Regions from separate parts of the Mus musculus genome. Here all the other regions are linked to region 6. Evidence: chromatin contacts called from public promoter capture Hi-C data. All regions are on one chromosome and are shown on one strand. The core of a region is the stretch at or near the end of the contact, and the rest is flanking DNA. Distances in the headings are between cores, read along the strand shown.

Region 1 (3,785 bases), core at 1,263-3,762, 960 kb after region 6:
CTTGATCTTACCAAGGCGAGAGGATTTGTAACTTTCTCCTTCTACAACCCAAGTCCACTCTTTTCCGGTTCCTGTCAGGCAGGCCCCTCTCCTCTAGAGCCTGACCACCCAGACACATCTCTGCACACTCCCTCTGTGACCCTTCCTGCTACGGCCGACCACTCCAGCCATCTTTGTCTTCAGACACTGCTTTTTGAACCCAGGGTCTCACCATGGCTTTCCGATCTTCCTCAGCCATCTTGAGGCGCTTCTGAGCCTCTTCATAGGCCTAGAAGAAATCATGTAAAGGGATGTGAGGCCAAAGGTACCATTGCTGTCAGGATGACTAATGTCCTTCGCTGCCCCTCCTCGGTGGAGAACCTCTGTCGATCTCAACCAGACAGGGAGAACCATAGCCAGTGAGCCCACGGGGAACCCTAGTGACAACTCTTGTCTTCCCAGAGACAACTCTGCAGCCAAATCCAGACTTGCCTGACTGACTCTCTTCAGCTCACCTTCTTATCTGACCGTTCCAGGACATTCCGGGTCCGGTCCTTGTCCCGTTGCCGAACCCGCTCTGCAAAGGCATCCCGTTCTTCCAAGTCCTGGAGACGCTCACGCTCCGTCCTTTCCCATTCATCCTCTGAGGCTGGCTTCTCCTCCGTGGGTGATTTACTCCCCCTGAACCCAGCAAACCCAGCCCAGTGTATCAAACGGGGGTACTGAGAAAGCTTAGCATCCCCACAGCCGACAGCCTGCTCCAATCCCTCTCCTTCCTTCTGACTTACCCTGCCTTCCTCTTCCCTGACTCGGAAACCTCTTCCTCCTCGTCCTCCTCGTCCTCCTGGTGTTTCTTCCTGAGGTGTTTCCGTCTCTTCCGCTTCTTCTGGAGGCTGCTCCCGTTACTACCCACTGCCTCCTCGCCGCTCTCGCTGTCTTCCAACAACTTATAAGAACGGTTTTTCTCTAGCAGGGCTCGGGCCTCTCGCTCAGCTGCCCGAGCTGGCTTTTCCACCACAGCCTTCCGTGGCACCTGCCGGTAGATATGACAGCTCCTGACCTCAGTACCCTCATTTGCCTACGAACCGGTTACTATATCTAAAGCCTGTCTCCATCTTTCTCTTCTTCGTGGTCTTGTTCTACGGTCATAGCTCAACAGGGCTCCGCAGCTTCTGAACGTCCTTCTAGGAATCCACTGAGCAAATGATTACTGAAAGCCATCCCGTGGTGGAGGCAAAGAACCAGCTCTCACAGGTTGTACGCTCACAGCCTCACACGGGCATATGCACGAACTAAAACTTCTTCCTAACTTTAATGACTTACTTTTATTTTTATGTGCACTGGTGTTCTGCCTGCAACGTGAGCTGTGTGTGAGGGTGCTGAATCTCATAGAACTGGAGTTACAGTTGTGAGTTGCCACGTGGGTTCTAGAAATTGAACCTGGTTCCTCTAGAGGAACAGCAAGTGGTCTTAATCCCTGAGCCATCTCTTCTTGCCCCACGATAGAATTTTTTTTTTAAAGTATTGGTTCTGAGCTTAAGTAGTTTATGTTCTAAAACCCATTTTCTTTTCATGATTTATTTTTCATTTATTTATGTGTATGGGGTACCTGGCAAAGGCCAGAAGCCCTCCGATCTCCTTGGAGCTGGAATTACAGATGGTTGTGTGCCACTAGGCCTGGTTGCTGAGAACTGAACTCAAGTCTTCCAGATGCACAAGGGGTCTTAACTGCTAAGCCATCCCTCCCCAGCCTCGATCCTATTTCCTAAATGCTAATTCTCCTAGCTCTGTTCTCAGTGACTCTTTCCCAGGGCTGGGGATTGAATCCAAGGCTTACTGTATGCTAGACAAACATTCTACCAACTGAGCTACATCCTTAGGCCTGGGGTATGTGCTGTAACTAACAATGGCTCTAGCTTAAACATGTATGTAGAGCCCCATCTCGAGTCTTCTCCACAGACCTGTATACACCCAACACCTAGCATGATATCTAGATAACAGAGGAAAAAAATTAAATGGTGGGCGGAACCAAGAATGAAAGGTCTCTCTGTCACCCCACTACCAGGGAGGCTCGCTGCAAGTTCTAAGCCAGCCTGTGTACTATATTGAAAGTTGCAGGCTATCACAGAATAGACAGCCACACTGCGTACGAGCCAATTCGGCTGTGAGTGGCCTGCCCCGGCGGCACACACCTTGCTCCAGAGCTTCAGGGCGAAGTCCCGCGCCGGCCCCCCGAGGTCCAGGGTGTCGGTGTCCCGCAGGCGCTGCACGAACTCCTCGGCGGAGGCGCAGCGCTGTGCGGTGCCGATCAGGAACTGCGCGACGTGCCGCTCGCTCAGCCCCAGCACCGAGTGCAGCTCCTCCTGCACCCACCGCTCCAGCCCCGCCGGCGTCGCCATGGCGACGCGTCCTGCTCCGGGCGCGCAACCGCGGAACGGCCAGGACTGCGGCGGGGACAGAGCCTGCGGTACTACCGCCTCGCTCCGGCTGCCGTAGAGACTCCAATTCCACAGACCGCGAAACCCGGAAAGAGTCGCGCTCTTCCGGCCAGGGATCGACGGTGGCTGGGCGGGTTCAAATCGCGCAGCCTCTTTCCCGACGCTAAGTGCAAGAGGCTTTCATGCACAGCCTCGTCCAAGCTCTCCGTCGCCCCCTAATGATCTGTGCGCGGGTGCAGTTCTCTATCAATACAAGCTGTCAGTGATGACTAACTAGTTCCCACAGCTGGGATAAATAAAAGACGTACAAATCAGGGTTAGGAAAACAAGATATATAACAAAGGGCTGGAGAGACGGCTCAGCGAAGTCGAGTTCGATTCGGTGCACCCACATCCCTCACCAACAACCACGTATATCTCCAGATCCAGGAGGATCTACCACCTCTGGTCTCTTCTGACACCTGCACTTGTGTGCACGTGCTCATACACAAACACACATACACCTAATTTTTTTAAAAATAAATTTTTTTTTTTTGGTTTTTCGAGACAGGGTTTCTCTGTCTTGGAACTCACTTTGTAGACCAGGCTGGCCTCGAACTCGGAAATCTGCCTGCCTCTGCCTCCCGAGTGCTGGGATTAAAGGCGTGCACCACCACGCCCGGCCTAACTTAAAATATTAAAAATTAAAACAACAAAAACTAAAGGTACATAATAAATACATTTAGGTGGGAGTTTGGGTATCATAAGATTTTAATATTTATTTATTTAATGTGCATGTGGGTTTGCCTGCATGAATTTATCTGCACAGTATGTGTGTGTGTGTGTGTGGTGTGTGTGTGTGTGTGTGTGTGTGTGCCCTTTTAGGTCAGAGATATTGTGTCTCTCTGAACTTGGAGTTACTGGTGGTTGGGACCTGCCTGATATAGGTGCTGGGAACCAAACACCAGTCTTCTGAGAGCAGCAAGTGCTCTTAACCACTGAATCATCTCTCCAGCCCCTCTATTGGGTGTGTGTGTGTGTGTGTGTGTGTGTGTGTGTGTGTGTGTGTAGGCATTTTACTTGCAAGTATGTATACCACTCAGAATCTGGAGGAGGGCATTGGATCTCCTGAAAATGTAGTTAGGGGTGTTTTTGAGACATCACGTGAGTGCTGGGAGTTAAACCTAAGTGTTCTTAATTGAGAAGCCAGCTCTCCAGTTCACCATTTAAAAAACAAAAACAAAAAACAAAAAAACACGGGACTCATGTACAATTAGCTGGCCTTGTATGTACTACATAGCTAAAGATAACTTTGAACTCTTATTTATTTATTTATTTACTTACGCACTTAATTACTTACATCCTCAAAGCTGCCCCCTCCTGGTCCCCC
Region 2 (4,350 bases), core at 1,438-3,937, 920 kb after region 6:
TAACAGAATTTCTTTTTAGGAAGGAAGGAAAAAAGAAATTCGAAAAGGTGGCTCTTTGGGAAAAAGAAAGGTTGTGAAATGTAATACCAGAAATGTTTTGCTTACCAGAAACCGTAGCTTGACTCCCCCTGCCTCGAGTTTAAACTGCAGCCTCCTTTCCTAAAGATTCACTTCTCATCCTAGTGCCAACATACAGGAACTAAGCAACTGCAGGTGATGGCACTGAGCACAAAGAGTTTATCCCCAAACTGAGAGGTGAGAATAAGGATGGTTTACAAGAAAGTCCTACCAGTACCCACCCTTTCCCCAGACTGTTACAAAGCAACCAATACCCAGGTAGTGTAAGGACCCTTCCTGAACAGCATGGCACACTGCAGTTCCCTCAGGCCCTGCGTCTTGCCCAAGTCTCTCTAAAGCAGTCGGGGTTGAGCTTTTTTCCACCCCTGTCCACTGAAGCACGGAATAGGTCCAAGCAGTTGTGATGAGTGGAAGGTGAAACCAAGGCAATGGGCTGACTTTTAACACAAAACCTAGAGCTACATACACAAGGACCTGGACAGCCTCCATCCCTAGTGCTCATTAAGCTTTTATCCCTGGAAGATTTATCATATAAGATAAAAGAAACAAGAAAAAAAAAAAAAAAAAAAAAAACCCAAAACGTATTCTCCCCAACAGCAATCTGCAAAGGGAGAGAAGACAGCTGCTTGGGGGCGGAGTCTTCAGAGGAAGCAAGCTGATTACATCACCTTTCACGGTGGCTCCACCCCCTTGACCAAGCGTCTAGGGAAGCCCTAAGCTGACTGGCAAAGGAGAAAAACAAAGGAGAGGGACGCCATTTTGTTATGGAGAAGATTCAAAATTTAAAAGGCCGGGCAGATCTGCCGGTAGCTTTACTTAACACTGTAAGGCACTAAGTTAAAAAAACAAAAACAAAAAACAAACAGAAGCCATCCCTCTGACCACCACCCTCAACTTGACCTATCTTAAATCAGTTTAAGAGCCTATTACTGAAAATAAAATCAATTAATATACAATTTTCTGCGGGATAAGAATCTGAATTTGCAACTAAAATTCAACTTACTACCGCCGACCATCCCAATCCTCCCTACAAAAGCCAAGTGGTAGGACTTGGACCCCTCAACAAATAGGACCGAGGGGGGAGGACAGGAGAAAAATGGGTCAAGACACAACCTGCAACGCCGCTTGCAAGACAAAAGGACAAGCAAGGAAAAGTCGCCATATTTGAAGCAGGGAGGAAAAAAAAAATCTTTTAACGACACAATCTTCTAGAAAGATAGCATTCAAATGCACTAATGGCTTTTAAAATTATACTCCTGAGTTCCACATTTCCCAACCTTTCCACCCTCTTAGCTGTATCCACCACCCACTAAAAAAGTATCAAGTTAAAATGTTAATCACTTTTGCCTTTAAATAACCTATGCAAGCTGAAACAATCACAAGACATTCTTTACCTCCCCAAATGTTATTGTATGTACTTGTTACTATGATTTTTGCCCTAAATTTAAGTGTCTTGCAATCTTTATTCCTAGATTGCCACCTATTTTAACCACACAATATATCCCAAGCAAATTACATTAAAATAGAGAGGATTTAACAGTCACTTTAAAGACATAGCCAGCTAATATTTCTCTGCCCATCTCCTTACCCTGCAATCTTTATGTACAGATTGCTTATTAATCTGGCAAATTGAAAGGCGTTCTGCTTGTCTCACACACAAAGAAGTGGGACTTCTGGGCCACAAGATCCACCATCTTTTGTATGTGAGCTCATTAACCCTTTTGAAGACTGCTAACCAGAGGAAGGTAACCATTCCTCCTTATTATCGCAAAGGCTTATGCTCTGGCAGTCTGGAAATCTGCTGGATTATCAAGGGTTAACCGTCAAAATCCTCACTGGCTGGCCCTCCCTTCACCCTCTCCCTTGCCTGCTCCACAGCAGGGAAGAGGCAGGTGGTAGGGGAGAGAGAACAAAGACTGTTTAGACCCACAGGACCTTTAATGGAGATTTAAGAGACCCGATTGGTCCTTCTCTCCAGTACTCTACATTTGTTCTATGGTCTCATTTCTTCCTCTCATTATTTTTGGTTTCACAACGGGAAACGTTGATTTCTTGTTCAAGGCTGGTTTTTGAAAATTCGACACTTACTATCCAATTTTTTTGCGACGTCAGCACCTCGGGCTCAGGGGGGAGGGGTAAAATTTTGGAGGAAAAAAAATAAAGCAACCAACCAGGACCCAAACTCAGTTACTTGTGGGGCCTCATTGGATCAAAAAGTCTCTTTTAAAAAAAGTAAAGACCAACTCAGTTTTCATTTCCCCCCCGCCCAACTCCATTTAGGGAGAGGGGGTCGTTGAAAAAAAAAGTCTGAGTGGATTCCAAAACGGAAATGCTGGATGAGTGAGATTGGGTAGGTTTGGGCAGGGAAGGTGGTTGATTATTTTTGAAGTTATGTGGTGACGGTCCTTCGGCCACAGATCTCAAGTCCCAAGCAGCGTGGGCTGGTGGGGTGGGCAAGATAGGTGGGGAGGGGCAGAAGACACGAGTGGTTGGGCTGGTGGCTGATTTCCCTTTCCCCCCTCTCAGGATCCTTTCAAGGGTTTAGATGTTGCTGAGGCTTGTTTGTTTTCCTGATGGCCGGCCTGTCTTTCTCCGAGAAAATTCAACCTGGGGTAAAAGGAACACAAAAGGAGGAAGGTGTAATCAGTACGGGTCGCCTTTAAACGTTTCAAAGTTGTCGCAGGACGCAGCCGCATTAGGGAAAAACGTGGCTGCCCATTAAATCCGAAACCACCCCGTTCCCCCGGCCCGCTCTCGGCAAAACGTTACCCTCCAAAGCGACGGAGCACCCAAACTTACCTCTAAACGAACCCCAGAATGGCGGCCGCCCGCTCGGGCGGAGTCTTTTATACCCGGCCACCGCCCAACGCACCCTAACGTGATGGAGAACCGCCCTCGCCGGGACACATTGTGCGCGAGGCGAACTCTGATTGGCCAGCGTGCGAGCCGGGTCGCCCGCGGATTGGACGTCCCTCCTCCACCTTCCCGAAGCCCCCTTCCCTCGGTTCCCCTCTTCCGTCTCCTTGCTATCACCTCTACGCCAGCGCGTGATCGCCGCGTCCGGCACCTCCCTTTCCTCTGCCTCCACCACTTCCGCTCCGGCGACCCGGGGTCGCCCTCGGTTGGCCGAAACGGCCCGACGCATGCGCACTGGGAGCACCCTGGTTAAAATCGCAATCAAATCTGCTTTCATGTTAGACACTAACCATGGAATCTAGGATTCATCGTGACTGGTCCGGGAGAAATGCAATTTTGAAGGCTGGTTCGATTGTGACGCAGTTTAAATTCGCGTCTGTGGACCCCGCCCCTTGACGCTTCCGCCCTTAGACATGTGAGCAGCCGCCTTCCGCATTGCGGGGCGTGTCCTTGGCCCACCCTAGTGCGTGTCCCGAGCATGCGCAGTCGCTCTTCCGGCAGGCCGTACGTCCGGTGTGCGTCAAGATGGCTGCCCCCTTGCGGCACACGCTTCTAAAGCTGGTTCCTACACTCTTACGAAGTTCCTATGTAGCTCAGGTAAAACGTTGGAGGGGTTTTCTCTACCTCCCCGTGGTGTCTATACTTTCGATCTTCCTTCCATTAGGAGGAGTCAAGGGGCATGGGTTTTCCCACATGTCTACGTGTCAGCCCTGCACCAGCCTCCGTCCCCTACGGCGCGCGATTTCTAACTACCGAGCGTTCGGGTCAGAGCCAGGGTTACGGGTTATCATCGTCGTCTCCCGACTACCATTAGGCAAAAGAACTAAATGGTGGGGTTGCCCCTGTGGAAATGGGCAGTTTGTAACCAGGTCGTTGGTGCCTGAAGTGGCACCCAGGACGTGTTTGGTTTTTTTTTGTTGTTGTTGTTTTTTTTTTAGCAAAGGACCCTATTTTAAGGATTTTCCCCGGTGTTCGGGAGACAGCCCAGGTTGGTCTCATAGGTACTTTCTGAGCTTTCTACCTCTCCCTCCCAGATTATGGAATTAAAAGCAAGTACACTAGTCCTACTCCACCTCGTCACACGTCATTTCCCCATCAGAGCATGCTTGAGATCATTCTGCTCTCTGGATTGAGATTGCCCTTTAGCCTCAGGTACTCACCACCCTGGAGGTTCTCCGCAGGGCAGGGAGGAATAGGAAGGCTTGTCTCGACGCCACTCCCTAAAATGGGACTACAGAGTAGTGACAGAGGTTACCACCGAAGTAATAACAGGCTTGGTGGCTTTAAAGCTAGCGTTAGGACGCAAATTTGTTTTGCTCTGTGGAATGTTGACCTGCAGCATTTTAAGAAACTGAT
Region 3 (4,267 bases), core at 796-3,295, 870 kb after region 6:
GAAGAATGCATCAGAGTCACTGGGTTGTTGTGAGCCACCATGTGGGTTATGTATAGCAGCAACATGTGCTCTTACACACTGAGCCATGTCTCCAGAAATGGAGACTTTCTATGCTTCGACAGTAGCATAGGCTCTCATAGTGAAGTTGAAGAAAAGCAAATGTTTAGAAACAGTCAAAATGAAAGCATTTGGGTCAGAGAGAGCTCTGTTTTAAAAGCATTTGCTCTTGAAGAGCCTGAGTTTGCTATCCAGGACACAGGGCAGCTTACAGCTGCTTGTGACTCCAGTGCTTGGGTTTTTGGGGACCTCTTTTGCCCTCCTGGGGCACCAGGCACTTACCCAGTGCACATAAGCCAGCAAACCTTTAGAAGTAATTTTTTTAAAAAAGACTTTCAAAGATTAAGCTCCCATGTATATCGAAGTTAGAACCCCAGGGGCAGAGGCACCAGCATAAGATGGAGGAAGAGCAGTCCACTGGAGAAAAAGTCTGTGGAGAAATGGAGGGAAAGTGACCACCTATGTCAGATGTGTTAGGACATGGCTTCTGATCTGGTTATCCTGGAAAATGAATTGGGACAGAAGCATCATGAGAGCTGGGAATGTAGTTCAGTGGGTAGGACATTTGCCTAGTATGTGTGACACTGCCTTAGGTTCCATTCTTGGACCATATAAATAAACCAGGCACATTAACACAGGTGTGTAATCTCAGAGCTCAGGAGGGAGACAAGAAAATGGGAAATTGAGTATCATTGGCTACTTAGAGGACTTGAGGCAAGACTGGACTACATAAGGAAAAGAAGAGCATGACTGAAGACAGGAGCTGCCCCAGGTGTGGAAACCCTCATCCAAACCCCCATGCCTGTCAGTCATTAGCGTTAAAGCCAGCCATCTCTTGATTGTGGTTTGAAAGGTATATGCTTCCTGGGAGGCAGAGGCAGGTAGATCTCTGAATTCATGGCCAGCCTGGTCTACACAATGATTTCCAAGACAGCCAGGGCTACCCAGAGAAACCCTGTCTCAAAAAAAAGGGGGGGGGGGCTTGTTTGTCAAAACTTACAACTGCTCATTGCTTGCCATTTTATGTGCAATTACAGTAGGTCAATTAGGACAAAATTATCACACACACACAAAACTCCAGGTTCCATTGCATAATAGTTATTGGGGTGGAGTTCCTTGGTTATATCTGTACACCTGGATATTTATTGACATGTCAACCAAGGGCGAGTAAGGTTACACTTTCCTAAGCCGACTGGCTGTGGTGTCTTTAAATACAGTTTACAGTACGTAGGATTAGAAAAAAATAGGATTAGAAGTAGTGAAGAATGACTGAAGAGGTGTACTGTTTTAAATAAAGTGGCCAGTCAGGCATAATAGTACAGACTTGTAATCCTGGCTCTCCCAGAGGCAGAAAAGCAGGCGGAATTCTAGGAGTTCCAGGCCAACCAAGACTACATTGTGAGTTTCAGAGCAGCCTAAGACTACACAGTGAGTCCCTGGTTAAACAACAAAAAGGATTCAGAACAGGGTGTGTCGACAAACCTCAGCACTCCTACCAGGCAGTGGTGGCGCACACCTTATTAATCCCAGCACTTAGGAGGCAGGGGCAGGCGGATTTCTGAGTTAGAGGCCAGCCAGTGTTACACAGAGAACCTTGTCTGCAAAACAAAACAAAACTCAGCACTCCGGAGCCAAAGGCAAACGCCTCTCTGGGTTGGAGGTCAACCTCAGCTACACAGCGAGTTCCAGACACCAGCTAGGATGACACAATCAGATGTCTACTTCTGCCTACCTGGAAATTACCATGTCCTTCTTTGAGTGTCACCGCGTCGCAGCATCAGCTGCTTAGGCGTTGGGACGGTCATGACGCGCTGCCCACTCCAGTCAAGTAGGTGACGTCTCTGGCCACACCCCCAAAGCCGCAATGCCGCCACGCCCCTTTGCCCCACGTGTCTGCGCAGCAGACCCTCCGCGGGTCGGGGCGGAGCCTACATGGAGAGCCCGCCCACTGGCCGGCCCACATCGCCGGAAGCGGAAACGGCGCCGGGCGCCGCTGGAGGACTCTTAACTGCCGCCGCGATGCCGAAGGGTCCCAAGCAACAGCCGCCCGAGCCCGAGTGGATCGGGGACGGCGAGGGCACGAGCCCCGCGGGTGAGTGGGGAAGGAGGCAGGAGTGGCGGGGACGGCGGCGGCCTCCATGGAGCGTGGGTCCTGCGCATGTGCGCCGGGGCAGAGGCCGCGTGCCCCGGGCCGTCCTAGAGCCCAGAGAGGCGGACGGGAGACGGGAAGACCATATGTCACCGAGGGAGGGACGGCAGGACAGGAACTAGAATTGTTGACTTCTTTCCTACCGCGGTGAGGGAGCGTGCCTTGAATCGTGTGGTGCGCTCCCAACTGCACTTGCCTCCCTCCCAGAGAACAACAGCTCCTTCGTGGACTCCAAAGGCTCGGTCCCGCTGGACTGCACTAGGTGCTGTCTTTATGTCAAGGGCTAGGATCAAGGTTTACTTTAATACTCATGCGATGTGCTTTGTGCGTGGTATAAAGGTCTCTTTTTTTTAAGACGTTCTCTCAGCCAAGCCTTGGGGGAACACGCCTTTGATCCCAGCATCAGGAAGCCGAGGAAGGCGGATCTAAGTGAGTTCGAGGCCAGCCTGGTCTACAAGGCGAGTTCCCTGACAGCGAGGCCTACACAGAGAAGCCCTGCCTCGAAGAAAACAAGATCACTCTACATAGCCCTAGCTGTCCCAGAACTCACTCAGTAGACCATGCTACCCTCCAAGGCACAGAAATCTGCTTGCTTCTGCTTCCCAGGTGCTGGGATTAAAGGTGTGTGCCAGGATAGATTTAGGAACACTAGGCTCTGGCAGTGACTTTTGTAAGAAGTGTCAAAGAAATAGTAAGGAAGTGAAGACTGAAGAGTTGCTGTCAATCAAGTGCCTGGTGCAGAACTAAAGACTGGGCAGATAAAAGGGTACAGAAGGATGTCACTCTATTAATCAAAGTGCAGTTTAAGGAGTGGGTAGTGAGCTGGGCAGTGGTGGTGCACGCACGCCTTTAATCCAAGCACTTGGAAGGCAGAGGCAGGCAGATTTCTGAGTTCCAGGACAGCCAGGGCTACACAGAGACACCCTATCTCGAAAAAGAAAACAAAACAAAATAAGAGAGTGGGTAGTGGACCATTAGTAGGTAGTAGTGCTTGAGAAATACCTTTAATTAAAAGGTGTTTTGTTCTTTGAGGTGGGATTTCACTATGCAGCCTGACTAGTCTGGGACTCACTATGTAGATCAGGCTGGCCTGGAACTCATAAAGATCCATGTGAGTCTGCCAATTGAATGTTGGTGTTACAGATGTGCACCAACATTCCTAGCTGGAAAGAAAACAAACAAACAAAAAATTAGTATTTTATGTGTATGGGTGCTTTGCCTTTGTACTGCACACATTCAGTGCCTTTGAAAGTCAGAAGAGGGCGTTGGGTATCCTGGACCTGGAGTTTCAGGGAGGCTTGTTAGCTAGGCTTAGAACCCAGGTCCTCTGGAAGAGCAGCCAGTGCTCTTTTTTTTTTTTCTTCTTCTTTTTTAAAGATTTATTTATTATTATATGTAAGTACACTGTAGTTGTCTTCAGACACACCAGAAGAGGGAGTCAGATCTTGTTAGGGATGGTTGTGAGCCACCATGTGGTTGCTGGGATTTGAACTTGACCTTCAGAAGAGCAGTCGGGTGCTCTTACCCACTGAGCCATCTCACCAGCCCCCAGCCAGTGCTCTTAACTACTGAGCCATCTCTCCAACCCTGAAAATAAAAAAAAAAAGAGAGAGAGAGAGAGAGTAGTGTTGGACTGTAAGGTGGAAAACATGCAAAAATTATTTTTTTTATGTGTATGAATGTATTGCCTGCATGTATATAACTGTACCATGTGTGTGCCTTGTCGGTAGAGGGCATCTGACCCCCTGACAATGGAGTCACAAGTGGTTGTAAGCTGTCATGTGAGTGCTTGGAATCAAGCCCGGGCCCTTTGAGAGAGCAGCAAGTGATGCTCTAAAGTGATGAGCCATCTCTCCAGCCCCTGTGCTTTCTTGAGGGAGGAGCATGCCTTGGAGCAGGTGTGGATGGGAAGTCAGTAGACAACTTTGTAGCCAGTTCTCTTTCCAGCCCAGTGTGTCTTGAAGGCTGAGTTGGAGGTGTGACAAGGACACATTGTTAACTGTCTCTGGTGAGAGAAGAGACTTGACATAAAGATGTAGATAAGTGTGGTTGGAGATACAA
Region 4 (3,893 bases), core at 277-2,776, 1.0 Mb after region 6:
CTGTTAAGAGCACTGATTACTCTTCCAGAGGTTTTGAGTTCAATTCCTAGCAACTACACGGTTCACAGACATGCGTAATGGGATCTGATGGGTCAGATATTACACACACACAGGAAAACTAGTGATGATCAAACTTAGGGTCTTGTACATGTTCTAGTTTTTAAAAGCCCATCTACCACTCCCTAATTGATTTCATAATCCTCTATTGAGTATTGTGTTGTATCAGGCATAATAGCCAAACGAGACAGGGAAGTAATAACTCCAAAAATTGATTTGCTCAGAATAACACAGCATGTAAATAGAAATGAGTCACAAAGCCCCCAGTTTATACACTCTCATCAGCATACTTCAGCTTGAAGTGCAAAGAACCAGAGAAGCTAACATATAAAGAGGGGTTTATATGTTAAACAGTTTTAACACATTAGGTTGACTGATTCATTTGTTCTTGAGAAGAACCCTGTAAAAGTATGGTTGTTCTTTTTTTTTTTTTTTTCCCAGATGAGAAACGTCAACATAGATGGGTTAAGGACCGTCTCTAAATCACTCCTAGCGTTTTCTCGTGGCTGCTAAGTTCACAGAATTAAAGTAGCTCCTTGGCAAGACCCTTTCTGTCTTTGTTTGCTTGTTTTCGAGACAGGGTTTCTCTGTGTAGCCCTGGTTGTCCTGGAACTCACTCTGTAGACCACCAGGCTGGCCTCCAACTCAGAAATCTGCCTGCCTCTGCATCCCCAGAGCTGGGATTAAAGGCGTGCCCCACCACGCCCGCCCGGCCCCCTTTCTGTCTTTGACATCTCTTTCCAGATCAGTACGGGTGGAACTGTATCTACATCCCCACCTCCCCTACTCGGGTCCGTCCTATTTACTCTGCAGGAATTATGCACACCTGGTACCGGTCAGTATTTGGGCATGCATCCTCAAAATGAATCCTGCTCTCATGGTAACTACATAGCCGGCGTTACTAACAGACAAACTAGAGACAGAAATTCAAAACTGCATGGGTGGATTTTACCTATAAAGATGTCACACACGGGGAAAACGCTGAAAGGAAAAGTAGTGTACCCCAAGAAGTAAACTCCGTCCTGCCAACCCAGCAGACGCCTACGACCCTTTGCTCCAAGTGAAGGGCAACCATCTTTGGTACCTACGCTGGAGTTCGTTCCCTCGTGGCCTAAGGTTTCCGTGTCACCAAACCTACACCCGGGCCAGGGCGCCAAGCAAGGATTAGCATAAAAAAACCTAAAACCGCAACCCAAATTACCTCAGCCCAGTGACACCTAGGGCACGCCCCTCCCGCCCTCAGGAGGAATCAAAGATGGTAACCCGGGCGCGGGCTGCCGAACTCACCGACTGAATCCGCGCGCGCGCGCCACCAGTAACGGCCGCTACCAGGTGGCGGGAGTGCGAATCCCGGAAGAGAGTCGGTGGGCTGATTGGCTCCTGGAACTGTCTTTTACTGCTGGAAGCGCGCCGATTGATTCAAGTCGGAAGCCCCGCCCCTGCCTCACCTCCTCACAGCTCAAATGTGCGGCTACCGGCGGGAAACAGGCTGAAGAAAACGCTAATCAGGAGGGTGTGGCCTGAGAATCCCGCACCGTGATTGGGTAGTGCCCTAGGCCAACCCTCCGTCGCTACGTCATCCACGGACTACTTCCCGCGCAGATTTCCAAACGCCTACCAGAGAGTCTGGCGCCAGTTACCGGCGGCGGCTAGAAGGGCTCTATCATAGAAGTCATTCCAAGGCCAGAGCGCCCTTCTCGGTCATCCCAGAAATGGCGCCAGCTGACTCACGAGAAATGGGGGGTTGCAGGCAGCAGTCGTGGCTGGAGGCTGCAGATTGGAAAACACCCTGTAGGCGTGGCACTTTAGAACTCCCTATTGCAGAGGGATTTTATTTCCGTTTGATTTGGACTGTTTACTTGCTTTTCTTCCACATCTATGTATGTACGTATTAATGTATAAAATGACGGACTTTTTTTTTTTTTTTTTTTTTTTGGTTTTTCGAGACAGGGTTTCTCTGTATAGCCCTGGCTGTCCTGGAACTCACTTTGTAGACCAGGCTGGCCTCGAACTCAGAAATCCGCCTGCCACTGCCTCCCGAGTGCTGGAATTAAAGGCGTGTGCCACCACGCCTGGCCAATGACGGACATTTTGAGGTCATCTTCCTAAATGGAAGATCCTAAATACAGCAAGCTGTTTTGCTAAAACCTCAAAGTCTGTCGTCGTCTTTCAAAAGAGGAGAAAAGTATAATAAAATAATTTATTTCATTATAATAAAACATGAAGGTATTCCAGGAAAGTGGCTTGTATAGTTCTTTCCCGTTGGTTTTTTCAATATGTCCATAATAAATCGCCAGACGTTTGAAGCTTTAAGTTGGATGACTTATCCGTGTTCCTAAAGTAAATGAGACAAATTCAAGTAGCACGAAATAATCAATAATCGCTTTCATTGTTGGCATAACCAAAATTGAAATATTTTTAATGAATAAAGGAGTATTGATGTAACTTAAATGTTCTTTGTTGTTGTTGTTGTTGTTTTGGTTTTTTGTTTTTCGAGACAGGGTTTCTCTGTGTAGCCCTGGCTGTCCTGGAACTCACTATGTAGACCAGGCTGGCCTCGAACTCAGAAATCTGCCTGCCTCTGCCTCCCAAGTGCTGGGATTAAAGGTGTACACCACCACTACCCGGTTAAATGTTCTTTTATTTAAAAGATGACTTGAGCTGTATGTTGATTGCATGTCTTTGATTCATTTTCTTTAAGCCAAAGAAGGGTCTCACTATGTGCCTCCGCTAACCTCGAACTAACTAACTTAGCAGGTCAGCCTTGAACTCACAGGGATCCTCCTTCCTTTCACTGGTACAACACGATTATATTCTAGATACTGCTTACTACATTCTAGATACTGCTTACATTCTAGATACTGCTTACTAGACCCTTCCCTTTGTTGTTGTTGTTTCTCTTTTTAAAAGAGGTTTTTATGTGTATTGGTAGTTTGCTTGCATGTATGTCTGTGTACTACTACTATGGGTGACAGAAATTGAACCTGTTCTGAGAAGGGCAAATTCTCTTAATTGCTGAGCCATCTCTCTAGCCCCACGTATGTTGTGTTTCCAAGACAGGCTCTCATTTTGTAGACTAGGTTAGCCTCCAAAGTGCAATGATCCTTCTGTCTCAATATCCGTATTTCTTGGGAGTTTGGGCAGGCACAATCTAATTTTTCCTTTCTATTTGTTCATTTAGAGACTGAAGCTAAAGCTTGTACCTCAAGCTGTCTAGGTAGCCTCTAGGTAGCCGGTGTTGACCTTGAACTTCCCTTGCCTTCTAGTCAGAATTCGGGGACTAATCATGTGAACCACTCTTGCTCTAATTAATCATTTTGTATCCCTTTAAAGCTTTGAGGATACTTAGTAATTTTCGAAACCCTGGAAAGAGAACATTAAGGCCTCTAACTTGAGCCCATTCAATCAACTCCCTTCTTCCTGCTCAGTTCCAGCACATTGCCACAGACTCACCTAATGAATAAAATCATTTAACTGGAAAAACAAACAAATCCCCTTGCTTCAAGCAAGTGTCTGAGAGAGGGAGGCACTGTCTAAAGACTGACATTCTCTTAGTCTGTCCACCCTACAGCCTGTCCTGACAGGATGACCAGAATGTCTTCAGCGTCGTCTGAAAGGCCCAAATCCCACGCAGATTTTACATACACCTTCTGTCTTAGGCAGGATTTCCATTCCTGCACAACCAAGAAGCAAGTTGGGGAGGAAAGGGTTTATTCAGCTCACACTTCCACATTGCTATTCATCACTGAATGAAGTCAGGACTGGAACTCAAGCAGGTCAGAAAGCAGGAGCTGATGCAGAGGCCATGGAGGGATGTTCTTTACTGGTTTGCTCAG
Region 5 (3,953 bases), core at 112-2,611, 840 kb after region 6:
GACACTCAGTGTCACCCCCAGCCAGCTACTAAAGACTTTCTAGTGGCTTAAACCCATGTCTGAGCAATCTTCTCGGGCGGATAATACCATCTGTATTTTCCCTGCTGTGTACGGACATGCTATGAACTACCAGCACCAAATTTCAACTCAGCAAGAATGTGATCTGGGCTAGCAACTTTCATTAAACAATGTTTCCTGTGACCACCCAGGATCCAATGTATGAATATTTTTGCCTGCATGCAGCCACCAGTGCTGGACACTGAACCTGGGTCCTCTGGAAGAGCAGCCGGTGCTCTTACCTGCTGAGCCCTCTCTCCAGCCCTGCTTATTAGACTTCTAACACATCAAGAACTTCATTTCAACCAGACATGGTGGCGAATGCCTTTAATCCTAGCGTTCAATAGGCAAAGGCAGACAGAGTCCAGGCCAGACCCTACTACATAGCAAGACCGCCCCCCCCCCAGTCCCCCCCCCTCCAAAAAAAAAAAAAACCAATATCGAGTTCTCTGAGTAACTGGCTTAATCTCTTCCATGGCTCATTCATCCTGACCTCACAGAAATCCACCTCCTGAATGCTGGCATTAAAGGAGTGAGACACCGTGCCTACCACCATTCCCTTTATAAGGTGTGAAGAGTGGAGACCAGAGGACAACTGTATCTTTCCTAACACAGCCTCCATTTTTTTTTCCTCTAAGACTCACTACTTAGGCTACTGCGGTTCACCGAGTAGTCCCGAGTAGTCCCGGGGATCGGCCTGTCTTCCTCCCAGCTGGGTTTTCATAACAAGCCACCACGCTCACATTTTTAAAGCGATTTCCGATGATCAACCTCGGAGGTCCTGTGCTACAAAGCAAGCTCTTTACCGATTAAGCAACCTCCGCGGCCCTAAACAATGTGTTTTAACACACCACGTTATATATTTCAAACGTGTGCAATTTTTGTCACTTACACCTAAATAAATAAAGCTGGGGAAATTAAAATCTAATGAGGGCCGGGCATGGTGGTGCAGGTCTTTATTTCCAGCACTCCGTAGGCCTAGGCAGATAGATCTGGGTTCGAGGCCAGCCTAGTCAACAGATCGAGCTCCAGGAAAGTCAGGGCTACACAGAGAAAACCTGTCCTGAAATGAATGAATAAATCTACTAAGTAAGCTTAGTTGAGCCGAGAAAATTAAAATGAAAAATACTATAGTAGGCGCTTCAAGTTGCGAAGGCTTGACGATTGTACGCTTTTCTAGATTTGATAACCGACATTTCTGACCAAAACAAACAAACAGCGACTTTAAAAGGTTTTCGTGGGCTTACCGTTTGAGGAAGAGACATGGCGAAACCGGTCTGCGACGCCGGACTAGACGCAAAGCCAAGCCCACGGGCGAAACACATCCGTCTTCTTCACCCGTTGGGTGGGACTTCCGCTATCAAGGCTCCACCTTCTTAAAGGTTCCCCAAAAACCGCTAGCAGCTGGGGACCGACCGTTCAAACACTTGAACCTATGGGGGACCATTTCACCCAAAGAATGGACTGTCAGATGGTATTAGAAATTATCTCGAGCTGGCCGTGGTGGCACACACCTTTAATCCTAACACTCGGCACTAGGCAGGCAGGTTGGTGTCTGAGTTCGAGGCCAGCCTGGTCTACAGAGTGAATTCCAAGACAGCCAGGGCTACACAGAGAAACCCTGTCTCAAAAAATAAAACCAAATAAATAAATAAATAAATAAATAAATAAATAAATAAATAAATAAATAAATAAATAAATAAATGACTTTTTCCAACCATTGAAATCTGCTACGAGTAGAAGAACGAAGCTAAACGGTTTCAAAACAGCAGCAACGCAATAGCTCTAAGATAATTTTTATTTGTGGTATGAGATAAGGTCTTGTTATTTAGCCCAGGATAGCCTATCTGTTCACAGCAATCCTCTTGTCTCAGCCTGAAAAGCTGGGGTTAAAGGGGTGCACCACAGCCCAGCTCCATCGAACGTCGCGCGACGTCAGGGTTTCCTCTGCGCAGCCATGACGCATCTTGACCAGCAGGTGGCACTGCGGAGTCGCAGGTGCGGTGGACCGACCCTTTACCCAAGGCTGTGGGGATCTTGAGTTCCAAGTGTTTTTCCTGCTGTTGCAGCTACTCATTACTTACTACCTACTGATACATAATATTTCAACATAAAGATGAGCTGTAGCCGCACAGCTATCTGAACGTCACCACCAGTTATAGGCTGTTGTGAGCTGCTGGGTGTGAATGCTAGAAACCCTGGAAGAGAATCAAGTGCTCCTAAATTGCTGAGCCTTCTCTCCACCCCATAGCCAAATTACTTGACAATTACATCCTTATTCCAATGCCTGCACCTCTATCCGCTATATGGGGCCTTCAAGCTCATCTCTTCAATGGGTCCACTGCACCACAATGTTCAATGCCACCCTGACCCTGCCCACCCCCCACCCCCAACCCAATTACCTTCAACCTCCATCGTCTTCCTCTGGGCCTTCTCTCCTCCCTCCCCTTTACATTCCTGGTTTTCTCTAACTGGCTTACTCCTCTTCCCAGACAAGAAGTAAGACGCCTGCAAATTCTCCTCTCTTCCTACACAGGTTCTCAGCTTACACTACACTCTGAAGATGACCTATTCCTCTCCTCCCACCTCTATGCTGATGGTGCCCAATGTCTCCAGCCAGCATCTCTTCCCCAAGCTGTGCTTGCATATACTGTCTGCATATATTGTCTCTGGAGATCGCCCATAACAAACATGCCAAACTAGAGCCATGCTACACTCTGTTCCCTTACTCTACAACTCCATCACCAACACACACACACACACACACACACACACACACACACACACACACGAGAGAGAGAGAGAGAGAGAGAGAGAGAGAGAAGCAATCCAACAGCCTGTCCATCTATCAAACAGTCAAACAGTCTTTCCCCCACTGTTTCTGGTTCATTTTCCTTCTAGGATGGCTATAAAACCCTCTGGTCACTTTCCCCTTCCAAATAAATGTCCAAGTTGCAAACACAGTGGTCTACAGCCAATTATTTCCCTGCCTTTTAGTCCTAGGGTTAAATTTTTATTATTTTTTTTTTCCAACAGGGTCTCATGGTGGAGCTCTGGCTGGACTGAAACTCAGAGATCTGCCTGTGCCTTCCAAGCTCTGGAATTAAAGGTGTGCCCCACCACACCCAGCTCTATGGGTTTTCTGTTTTGTTTCCAGACAGGATTTCTGTTTAACAGCCCTGGCTGTTCTGAAACTCACTCTGTAAGATAAGGCTGGCCTCAAATTCACAGAGATTCAACTGCCTTTGCCTCCCGAGTGCTGGAATTAAAGGTGTGTCCCACCATGCCTACCTTCACGGATTCGTTCTTTAAAATGGGGACTGAAGAGCTGGCTCAATGGTTAAGAGCTGAGTTCAATTCCCAGCAACCGCGTGGTGGCTCACAACCATCTGTAATGGGACCTGATGCCCTCTTCTGCTGTCTCTAAAGACAGCTACAGTGTACTCATATAAACAAACTAAATAAATATTACTAACGTGGCCGGAGACCTCTACAACCTCTCCTAACTCCTTGCACTCGTTGCCCCAGAACGCGTCTTTACACCACCAATGCACACACTGCGTTCCCTCTCACTTCCACCTACCTTTTGTATGTTCTCCTCTTTCTTCGGTGCCCAGGGTTACTGTCCATGGTACACCGTTTCTCTCCACCCTCCTGTATGGTAGAAACAGCCCCTCAGCTAGAACACACTTCCTGGACCCGCATCTGTGGAACCCCTCTAGCCCAGTGTTTAGTTTGGCCTGCGCGAACCTCTCTGCTCCTCTAGGCTGTTGAGTCAGACTCGAGGAGACTGGCTTCCCCGTCAGGGTTCCCATAGCACCAGAAACAGCTGTTCTTTCTCAGCCTTGCACAACCTCGCGAAGATCCAGCGTCCAGAGCTGTGAAGATGGCTTACA
Region 6 (3,824 bases), core at 1,020-3,519:
ACTGTATTCTTTAACACACAAACCCAATCTTAAGAGTGGCTCTCAGAGTATGAACTACCAACCAAAGAACATACACACGGGCTGGACCTAGGCCTCCTCCCTCATATGTAGCAGCAGATGTGCAGCTTCATGTGGGTCCTAATCAACTGGAGCTGGGGCTATCCCAAAAGCCCACGTGTAGGATCTGTTCTAGCTAGGCTGCCTTGCCGGCCTCAGTGAAAGAGGAAGCACCCGGCCTCTCAGAGACTTAAAATGTTGGGGGTTGGAGGGGACACCCAGAGTCATCGCCTACCCCAGAGGAGAAGGGAAGGAGGGATAGGGGAAGGACTGTGGGAGGGGGTGACCTGGAAGGGGGCAGTGAACAGGATGTAAAGTGAATAAGAAAAATAAATAAAAAAAAATAGTAAGATATACCATACAAACACACATCCAAGTGTTTATATCAGAATATGCTTCAAAAGTCCACGTGAAAAAGGCTTGTTCTGCTGGGCGTGGTGGCGCACGCCTTTAATCCCAGCACTCAGGAGGCAGAGGCAGGCGGATTTCTGAGTTCGAGGCCAGCCTGGTCTACAGAGGCTTGTTCCTTGCATCAGCACTACTGAAAACCAATTCAGACCTTACGAGGTGTACCACTTTAGGACACTGAGATAGCATCATAGAAGGGGGCTGTGGCATGCTGATGTATCTCTTTCTCCTCTCTTCCTGCCTATTACATGAGTGGTTTTGTTCTTCTGCGCACTGCTCTCTCTGTGCCTGCTGCCTCATGGTAGGCCCAGATCAACAGGTACCAATGGGTCATATGCTGCAACTTCTAAGCCTGTGAACCAAAATCAACCTTTCTCCTCGTGTGTTCATTATCTGAGGTATCCATTACATAAGTGTCTCTGAAAACTCTGAAACCAAATCTAAAAACCAATGCAGTGCAGCAACCTGGGTGAGAATATGGAGGGATAAGGTGAAAAGGAAAAGGTGAATAAATATAGTGTGTGGACTTTGGCCAATAATAATGTGTTATTTGTCAATGAAAGGAAATCAGTTGGGAGTTATAGACACTTCACACACTGTTTTCTCAATTTTTTCTGTAAATGTACAACTGTTCTAAAAAAAATTAAGTGTATTCAAAAGTGTGGGCAGATGCCTGTAATCTCTGTAATCGAAGCACTCGAGGCAGGAGGCTAACCTGGGCTGCCATGGTCAGTTTCAGACCATTTTGGATACATGGAGACACCCTGTCGTTGTCATCACCATCGTCATCATTATCAAATTTAAAAGTTGCAGTTTTAAAGGCATTAATGAAAGCTTTCTTTTAGAAAAATATGGGTTTGTTTGTTTGTTTGTTTTAACTTGGGAGGAATACTCTAGGCATCATGAATCCATCTCACTAACAAGGGGTTCAGGCATGCATGAACGAGCGCATGTCATTCTTCCCTTCTTTGAAACACACACAAATGGTTGTGTTGTCAAAATCTGGAATGTACGGGGAATTGTTAAGTGTCTCCTCCTATTCACTTCCCAAAGTTAAATTCATACATTTCTTTTCTTTTCTTTTTTTTTTTTTTGGGTGGGGGTGGGGGTGGGGGTCAAGACAGGGGCTCTCTTTGTAGCCCTGGTTATCCTAGAATTCATTTAGTCTGTAAACCAGACTGGCCTCTAACTCCCAAGCACTGGGTGTAAAGGCGTGCACCAGTCCACAGCCAGGTTTATACTTTCTTTTCCTAAGCTAATTAGGTAGTAAAATCATCAGTGATAACGAACGCACAGCTCTTGGTACAACTAGCTAAACCAGTTTACTCTGAGGATAAATAAATAAAAAAAAAATAAACAGATACATAAATATAAGACCTGCTTCTGGTCATGCAGGGCTCCAAGCCACCAGGTGGAACGTCATCCGGGTCCCGCTCACTTCTGGCTCTGGGGACTGGAAGAGACTGAAGTAAGTCTGGGTTGGACCTGAGGAGGAAGGAACACGGCGAGCTCAGGGCGAAAGGCCCAAAGGCGAGCCGGGGACGCGGCGCTCACGCGAGCTCGCCGTCCCGCGCGCCCGGGCCTGGTTAGCCCTGCCCAGGGCCCGCGGCCGCCTTCGCTGTCCCCACCCGGGTCGCACGGCGGCCGCTCCTCCGCGTCTCCTCACCAGTGCAAACCGCACTCACCCGCGCCGCTCTCCGGGCCGGGTCACTCCTCTCCCTGGAGCTGCTCCGCGGGGTAGGTCCTGAGCAAGCAGCCGGCACCACAGTCTCCCCGCCCAGCAGTCTCCGGGAGCTCCGGGCCCTCCGCCGAGATTTCTCTGGGACCAGCCCTGGGATTGGCTCTTGCCAAACTCCATCCTCCAATGGGAACTTCAGGATTCTTGACGTCACTGATCACTGGGCAAATCCCCAGGCAGCGGCCAAAGAGGTGAAGCGGCCGGGCCCGAGAAAAGGAAAGTGAAATCGGAAGCGGCCAGTGCGTCACGGTTGTCTTCCAGCTGCTGAGGTCGCGCGAGGCCTCGTGTAGGTTAGGGTGCTGAAGCCCCCATAGCTTTCGAGACCCCATTTCTGATTCCCTGCGGTTAGGGGTGGGCTGGGGTGTCTGCAAGGGCTGGGTTTTAGATGGGGTTTCCTCCTCAGGGCCTGCCTCTAACTAAGATCAGACCAGTCTATCAAGTTTTTCCAAGATCCATCACAAATATCATTTTCGAAGCTCCTGGCTAGGATGAACCATTTTTGACAACTAGCCTTCCTTACACAAGGCAGGTGCTGTTCCTGCTGTACAGAACAAAGTAAACACACATACACATTCCACACTCCACCCCACACCACAGTGATAGTTCAGTGGGTAAAGATGCTTGCCACCAAATCAGATGACTGGCTTTCAAATCCCATATCCCCCACATGATGGGACATGAGAACATCTATTCTGGTTGTCCTCTAAGCTCCACAAGCACATGCACTCTCCACCTACGCTAAATAAATAAATGCAAAACATTTAAAGATCCTGGCGCTAGGGAAACCGAGGCATTAGAGTTCAATACCAGCCTGGGCTACGAAGGGGGAATTTGTTGAAAACTGAGAAAAACTACAGAACCTGCAATATCTGGTACTGAGGCCCTCTACAGGAGCTTTGAGAGCCTCCTGCAGCTCCACAGCCAAGGACTCGACCACGCCCACTAGCCTGAAAGCCCTTTTTGCACACAGCTTTCTGCTCTGCAGGAAATCCACAGTTCCTGCTACTTCCAAAGAAGTAGTCCGAGCTGCAGGAGGGCTCCGAGTCCTAAGTCCTAACATTTCACCAACATATGGGGAGTGCTTTTGAGTTTCCTGTGAGCTGTTGTAGGGGGTGGAGCGGAGTTCTGGATGCCTGTGCTCTGGACTTTGATCTCAGCACACCCTAAAATCACTAGATACCTGCTCTTTCAGTTGATATTGGGGGTGGGAGCTTTGTTTTGTTTTGTTTAGAGACAGAGTCTCACTATGTAGCTCTGGCTGTCCTGGAACTCGCTCTGTAGACCAGGCTGCCCATATTCAGTACCGGTTCTTCCCACTCTGCCTGCGTTTCCCTTATATCTACAATAAAAATCTTCTCCATACTTAAGGAATAGTCACAGGGAGTACCTCAACGATGGTCAGAGCCAAGGAATGCTGCCAAAAAAAAAAAAAATCATATTACACAACAGAGCTCATGAAAAAGATTTATTGGAAGTGGAGTGAGAAGCAGGGCAGGCTGTGATGGTGCAGGCTTTATAATATGGGGTATGGAACATGCATATAGTGAAAATGCAGGACAGTGGCGAAAGTGAAAAAAAAGCCAGGTCCCATTGGTCTTTAGTAATGATGAGGATTGAAGGG
Region 7 (4,338 bases), core at 1,207-3,706, 980 kb after region 6:
AGGTGAGACTCTCTTAGTGTGCTGGGGAATGTCAAATATATACAGCTTTGCTGATAGGAGAATATGCCCAGGAGGGATGGAGGCTGAGCTCTGCATGTTCTTTCGGTTCCACCAGTCTCCCTTGGCCAGGCCTCATACCTGCAAGGCCAGGGCTGTGCACGCCACATAGAGCGACCTCTGAAGGACGCCAAAGTACCGGGATGTCCACGCCTTCACTGCCTCAGTCGCCATAAGGCTGTGCTGTACCACAAACAGTAGCAGCAGACATAGATCCCAAGCCAAGGAGGCAAGAATGCTCCGGTCCTGCAGGGCAGCCAACCACCCGTGGCGGGCATCTGAGGGAGTTGGGAAGGAAAGGGACAAAAGGCCAGTTAAGATGGCTAGGACATTCCCCTAACCACATCTTTGGAAGCTCTATGTCAAGCCCCTGATGCTTTCAAGATCTTGTCAAGGCCATTCCCAGTTCACTCTGCTGTTCCTTCAATCTTCCATCTTCTCTAGGCCTCCTCCTGGGGAAGGTTTTTAGGTAGGGTCACCTTTAAAAACAAGGTGGGAGGGCTGGGGAGATGGCTCAGTCTATGTAGTGTTGTATAAGCCCGAGGACCTGAATTCAAGCCCAGCATGGTGGTGTGTGCCAGTAATTTTAGTGCTGGGAAGGCAGGGACAGAAGAATCCCCAGAGAGTCTTAGTGGTTAACAACACTTGCTGTGAGGACCCAGCTTGGTTCTCAGCATCTACATGGCAGCTCACAGCTATCTATAACCCCAGTTCCAGGTGAGCCATCGAACCTCTTGGTTTGCCTCAGGTCTCTGTAAAAAAAAAACAACTATGTCCCAAGAATATGTGGGAGATAGGGCTGGAGAGATGGCTCATCGGTTAAGAGCACTGGCTAGAGCAGGGAAGTGGTGGTGCATATCTTTAATCCCAGGACTTGGGAGGCAGAGGCAGGTGGATTTCTGAGTTGGAGGCCAGCCTGGTCTACAGAGTGAGTTCCAGGACAGCCAGGGCTACACAGAGAAACCATGTCTTGGAAAACCAAAAAAAAAAAAAAAGAGAGAGAGAGAGAGAGAGAGAAAGAGAGAGAGTGCATTGGCTAGGAGGCAGAGGCAGGTGGATTTTTAAATTCGAGGCCAGCCTGGTCTACAGTGAGTTCCAGGACAGCCAGGGCTATGCAGAGAAACCCTGTCTCCCCCCTCCCCCCTCAATAAGCACTGGCTGCTCTGGCTGCTCTTCCAGAGGTCCTGAGTTCAATTCCTAGCTACCACATGGTGGCTTACAACCATCTGTAATAGGATCTTATGCCCTCTTCTGGTGTGTCTGAAGACAGCTAAGGTTTACTCATATACATAAAATAAATAAATCTTAAGAAAGAAAGAAAGAAAGAAAGAAAGAAAGAAAGAAAGAAAGAAAGGCATGGTGGCCCACACCTTTAATCCCAGTACTCGGGAGGCAGAGGCAGGCGGATTTCTGAGTTTGAGGCCAGCCTGGTCTACAGAGTGAGTTCCAGGACAGCCAGAGCTATACAGAGAAACCCTGTCTCAAAACACCAAAATAAATAAATAAATCTTAAAAAAAAAAAAAAAAAAAGAATACATAGGCCTCTGAATTCCAAGCCAGCTGGGGATACATAGAAATACCCTGAAAAAAAAAACCCAAAAACAAACAAACAAACAACTCAAGGTTGTCCTTCAGCAGCCGTTTGCACTGCACACACAGGAGCACAAGCACACATTCCACAATTATATTCATTCACACACACACACACACACACACAAGCAAGCAAGGAGACTAGGGAAGTGGTCTTTGGTGTGGTTTTCTTGTTTGCTTTTCCAAGACAGGGTATCTCTACATACATAGTCCTCACTCAATAGATCAGGCCTTGAAATCAGTAATGATAGACCTTCAATCAAGAGATCCGTTTGCCTCTGCCCCCTCCAATAATAGGGTTAAAGGTGTGAGCTACCACATCTCGCTGTCTGGGGTTTTCTAGCAGCGTTTCCCCTTTTTTATCTTTCTCCTTCCCCTGGCTCTCCTCACAAAACCCCACCCCCACCCCGGGCCGTACTCTGTCAGTCTTCACTCGCAGCTTTCTGCACAAGACTAATCTTGGAGTTTCTGATTTAGCCTCCGCTCCCTTCCCAGCAGCGCCTCCCAGCTTTGGCGGTTTCCCTGTCATTTGTTTCCATGCCCCGCCCTCGCCACGCTGCTTCGGCTCCTCCTCTCCGCTTCAGCTCGCCCTGGATCCCTGCGGCTCACCGGGACCGCCAGACTCCGGGATCCCTCCAAGCAGCGGCCTCAGGGAGGTGAAACGCACGAATTCCACTCCGGTGCCAAAGGCCAGGATGAAGGAGGCGAGGGCCGCAGGAACCAGCAGCAGCGCCGGTGCCATGGCGAGCAGCGCGGAGCCTGAGGAGAAGGCGGGCTCAGGGTTCCCGCGACTGCTGGCCCTGCCCAGGTCCCGCCTCCTTGGGGGTGCTGGCGGCAAGGCGGGGACCGCGAGCGGCGCGTCACAGCGCGGAGTTGGAATCCCAGGCGTCGTCAGGGCAGCTGGTCTGCGGCTACCCTTGTGGGTCGAATCTCAGCGCTGTCAGTGTTCTCGAGGAAAGTGAAGACAGAGCCTCCCTTGCGTGGAAACATAAAGAACATCTTGTTTTTAAAGATAATCACTCCTTATTCTCCAGCCTCAATCCCTGATGTGCTGGGGTTACAAACGGCGCCACCCCGCCCAACATAGATTTTTGTATAGTGACCGTTTTAGAGCTGGGTGTGGTGGCTCGTGCCTGTAATTCCAGTACTCGGAAGGGTGAGGCAGGAGAATTTGAAGTTAGCTTGGACTGCATATGGAGACCGGTTCCGAAAAAGCCATTAAAAAAAAAAAGAGAGAGAGAGAGACAAGGTCGGGAGATGGTGGCATATGGATCTCCAAGTTCCAGGCCAGCCTGGCCTATATAGTCAGTTCTAGGATAGCCAAAGGCTACACAGAGAAACCCTGTCTCTAAAACCAAAGACCGAGTAATGAAAGGCTCAATCACCATAGCTATCCAAGTACAGGGTCCTCAGAAGACAAGAGCTGATTCTCTCAGATTACAGATAGAGCAAGGGCAGGGAGGCTGGTTGCTCCCAAGACGTCTGGACCAAGTTCTAATGCATTGTATAGCACTTTTCCTCCCCACCCTGATCTCTGCTTGGGAAATGTATTGAGTGGGCTCCATCTGTGAATGTTTTTGAAGAAGTTCTGTACTTACATTTATTTTGCCTTTATGTGTATTGATGTTTTGCTTGCAACTATGTGAGTGTCAGATCTTGGAGTAACAGTGGTGAGCTGCCATGTGGGTGCTGGTATTTGAACCCAGGTCCTCTGGAAGAGCCCAGTACCCTCAACCACTGAGCTCTCTCCAGCCCCCACTTGGACTGCTCAAAAAAAAAAAAATGTATATATATTTTTAATGGCAGAATCTAGCCAGGTGGTGGTACACGCCTTAATGGCAGAATCTTCATGTAGCGCAAGATGGCTTCGAACTTGCTGTTATGTAGCTGAGAATCATCTTGAGCAGATCCTCTTGCCTCTGCCTCCAAGTGCTGGGATTATGGCCTAGCATCACATCCTGGCTCCACTGATCTTCTAGACACTGTGAAGTGGTCCCAGAAGAGCTTATAGGTGGGAAACAAGCAGTTGACTATGTGTGGTTTCTCTTTAACCTGTTTCCTCCTTAAATCATAATGCAAGCTCTAGGGAGGCAAATGCCTAAGGCTCACTGTCCATCCAGCCCAGCCTAAGGGTGCCCCATGTCCCAGTGAGATTCCCTATCTCAAAGAAAAACAAAGTGGCCCGAGGAAAGACATCCAAGGCTGACTTCTGGCCTCCACAGGCATCAAATGAACAATGGTCTAGGACTACTGCTTAGCGGTGAAGCTTTTGAGCAGCATTTCAGGAAGCCTTAGATTCAACCCCCGGCACCACCAAAAAAGAAAAACCTTAAAGATCAAGCATATAACTGGGGTGTGAATGAGTTGTAAAGCAATTGCCTGTCATGAGTTGGGCCTCATTTGTGCCAACCACCAATAGTTCTCTAAGCTTATACATAATTCACTGCAGGAAAATATAAAGTAAGCAACTTTTTTATTGAAGTGAAATTCATAAAGCAAAAAAAACCCAACCCTTTTATACATTAGTACTTAATATTCTGCATTATGTACAATCACTTCCTCTTTCTGATTCCAAGTCTTTCAACTCCCCACAGGGGAACACTAGACCCCTTGAACAGCTTCTGTGTACTCATGGTCTGGCAAGCATCAATTTGCTCTTACCTTTGTGAATTCACACCACACTTTATATAT

The links. Promoter capture Hi-C pulls out the DNA fragments that hold promoters and counts their contacts.
Region 1: a promoter capture Hi-C map of pre-B cells shows a contact between it and region 6, with 4 times the contacts expected there. The contact joins the promoter of Dhx16 here to the promoter of Trim26 in region 6.
Region 2: a contact with region 6 is called in a promoter capture Hi-C map of pre-B cells, with 5 times the contacts expected there. The contact joins the promoter of Ppp1r10 here to the promoter of Trim26 in region 6. A contact is called at or near these places in 4 of 39 promoter capture datasets (cranial neural crest, erythroid cells, hippocampal neurons and 1 more) and 3 of 115 datasets of contacts at active chromatin or transcription factors (astrocytes, embryonic stem cells and pancreatic cancer cells).
Region 3: a promoter capture Hi-C map of hippocampal neurons shows a contact between it and region 6, with 9 times the contacts expected there. The contact joins the promoter of Abcf1 here to the promoter of Trim26 in region 6. A contact is called at or near these places in 12 of 39 promoter capture datasets (the 3T3-L1 cell line, 3T3-L1-derived adipocytes, the C10 cell line and 8 more) and 2 of 115 datasets of contacts at active chromatin or transcription factors (astrocytes and pancreatic cancer cells).
Region 4: a promoter capture Hi-C map of pre-B cells shows a contact between it and region 6. The contact joins the promoter of Mdc1 here to the promoter of Trim26 in region 6. A contact is called at or near these places in 1 of 39 promoter capture datasets (pre-B cells) and 1 of 115 datasets of contacts at active chromatin or transcription factors (pancreatic cancer cells).
Region 5: a contact with region 6 is called in a promoter capture Hi-C map of pre-B cells, with 7 times the contacts expected there. The contact joins the promoter of A930015D03Rik here to the promoter of Trim26 in region 6. A contact is called at or near these places in 9 of 39 promoter capture datasets (the 3T3-L1 cell line, 3T3-L1-derived adipocytes, cranial neural crest and 5 more), 3 of 484 Hi-C or Micro-C datasets (the N1E-115 cell line, cortical neurons and reprogramming fibroblasts), 3 of 115 datasets of contacts at active chromatin or transcription factors (astrocytes, embryonic stem cells and pancreatic cancer cells) and 1 of 9 other capture datasets (embryonic stem cells).
Region 7: a promoter capture Hi-C map of pre-B cells shows a contact between it and region 6. The contact joins the promoter of Nrm here to the promoter of Trim26 in region 6. A contact is called at or near these places in 2 of 39 promoter capture datasets (hippocampal neurons and pre-B cells).

Annotation. Positions count from the first base shown.
Region 1 is chr17:35,878,505-35,882,289 of GRCm38.p6, reverse strand. Dhx16 (DEAH (Asp-Glu-Ala-His) box polypeptide 16) reads right to left here and starts at 2,512. Exons shown (of 20, transcript NM_026987.2): 1 at 2,172-2,512; 2 at 768-1,012; 3 at 495-660; 4 at 212-268. The coding sequence starts at 2,378.
Region 2 is chr17:35,915,533-35,919,882 of GRCm38.p6, reverse strand. It overlaps Ppp1r10 (protein phosphatase 1, regulatory subunit 10), which reads right to left and starts at 2,687. Exons shown (of 19, transcript NM_001163818.1): 1 at 2,167-2,687. Mrps18b (mitochondrial ribosomal protein S18B) reads left to right here and starts at 3,443. Exons shown (of 7, transcript NM_025878.2): 1 at 3,443-3,591. The coding sequence starts at 3,520. Mir1894 (microRNA 1894) reads right to left here and starts at 1,994; the gene lies at 1,914-1,994.
Region 3 is chr17:35,967,528-35,971,794 of GRCm38.p6, reverse strand. Abcf1 (ATP-binding cassette, sub-family F (GCN20), member 1) reads left to right here and starts at 2,045. Exons shown (of 23, transcript NM_013854.1): 1 at 2,045-2,149. The coding sequence starts at 2,077. It overlaps Gm32655 (a long non-coding RNA gene), which reads right to left and starts at 2,010. Exons shown (of 2, transcript XR_385568.4): 1 at 1,790-2,010.
Region 4 is chr17:35,839,131-35,843,023 of GRCm38.p6, reverse strand. It overlaps Mdc1 (mediator of DNA damage checkpoint 1), which reads right to left and starts at 1,526. Exons shown (of 16, transcript NM_001010833.2): 1 at 1,345-1,526.
Region 5 is chr17:35,991,912-35,995,864 of GRCm38.p6, reverse strand. A930015D03Rik (RIKEN cDNA A930015D03 gene) reads right to left here and starts at 1,361. Exons shown (of 2, transcript NR_015618.2): 1 at 1,305-1,361.
Region 6 is chr17:36,835,591-36,839,414 of GRCm38.p6, reverse strand. It overlaps Trim26 (tripartite motif-containing 26), which reads right to left and starts at 2,269. Exons shown (of 10, transcript NM_001025599.3): 1 at 2,151-2,269; 2 at 1,843-1,950.
Region 7 is chr17:35,859,436-35,863,773 of GRCm38.p6, reverse strand. It overlaps Nrm (nurim (nuclear envelope membrane protein)), which reads right to left and starts at 2,456. Exons shown (of 4, transcript NM_134122.2): 1 at 2,257-2,456; 2 at 139-335. The coding sequence starts at 2,389. It overlaps Mdc1 (mediator of DNA damage checkpoint 1), which reads right to left. Exons shown (of 16, transcript NM_001010833.2): 16 at 4,104-4,338.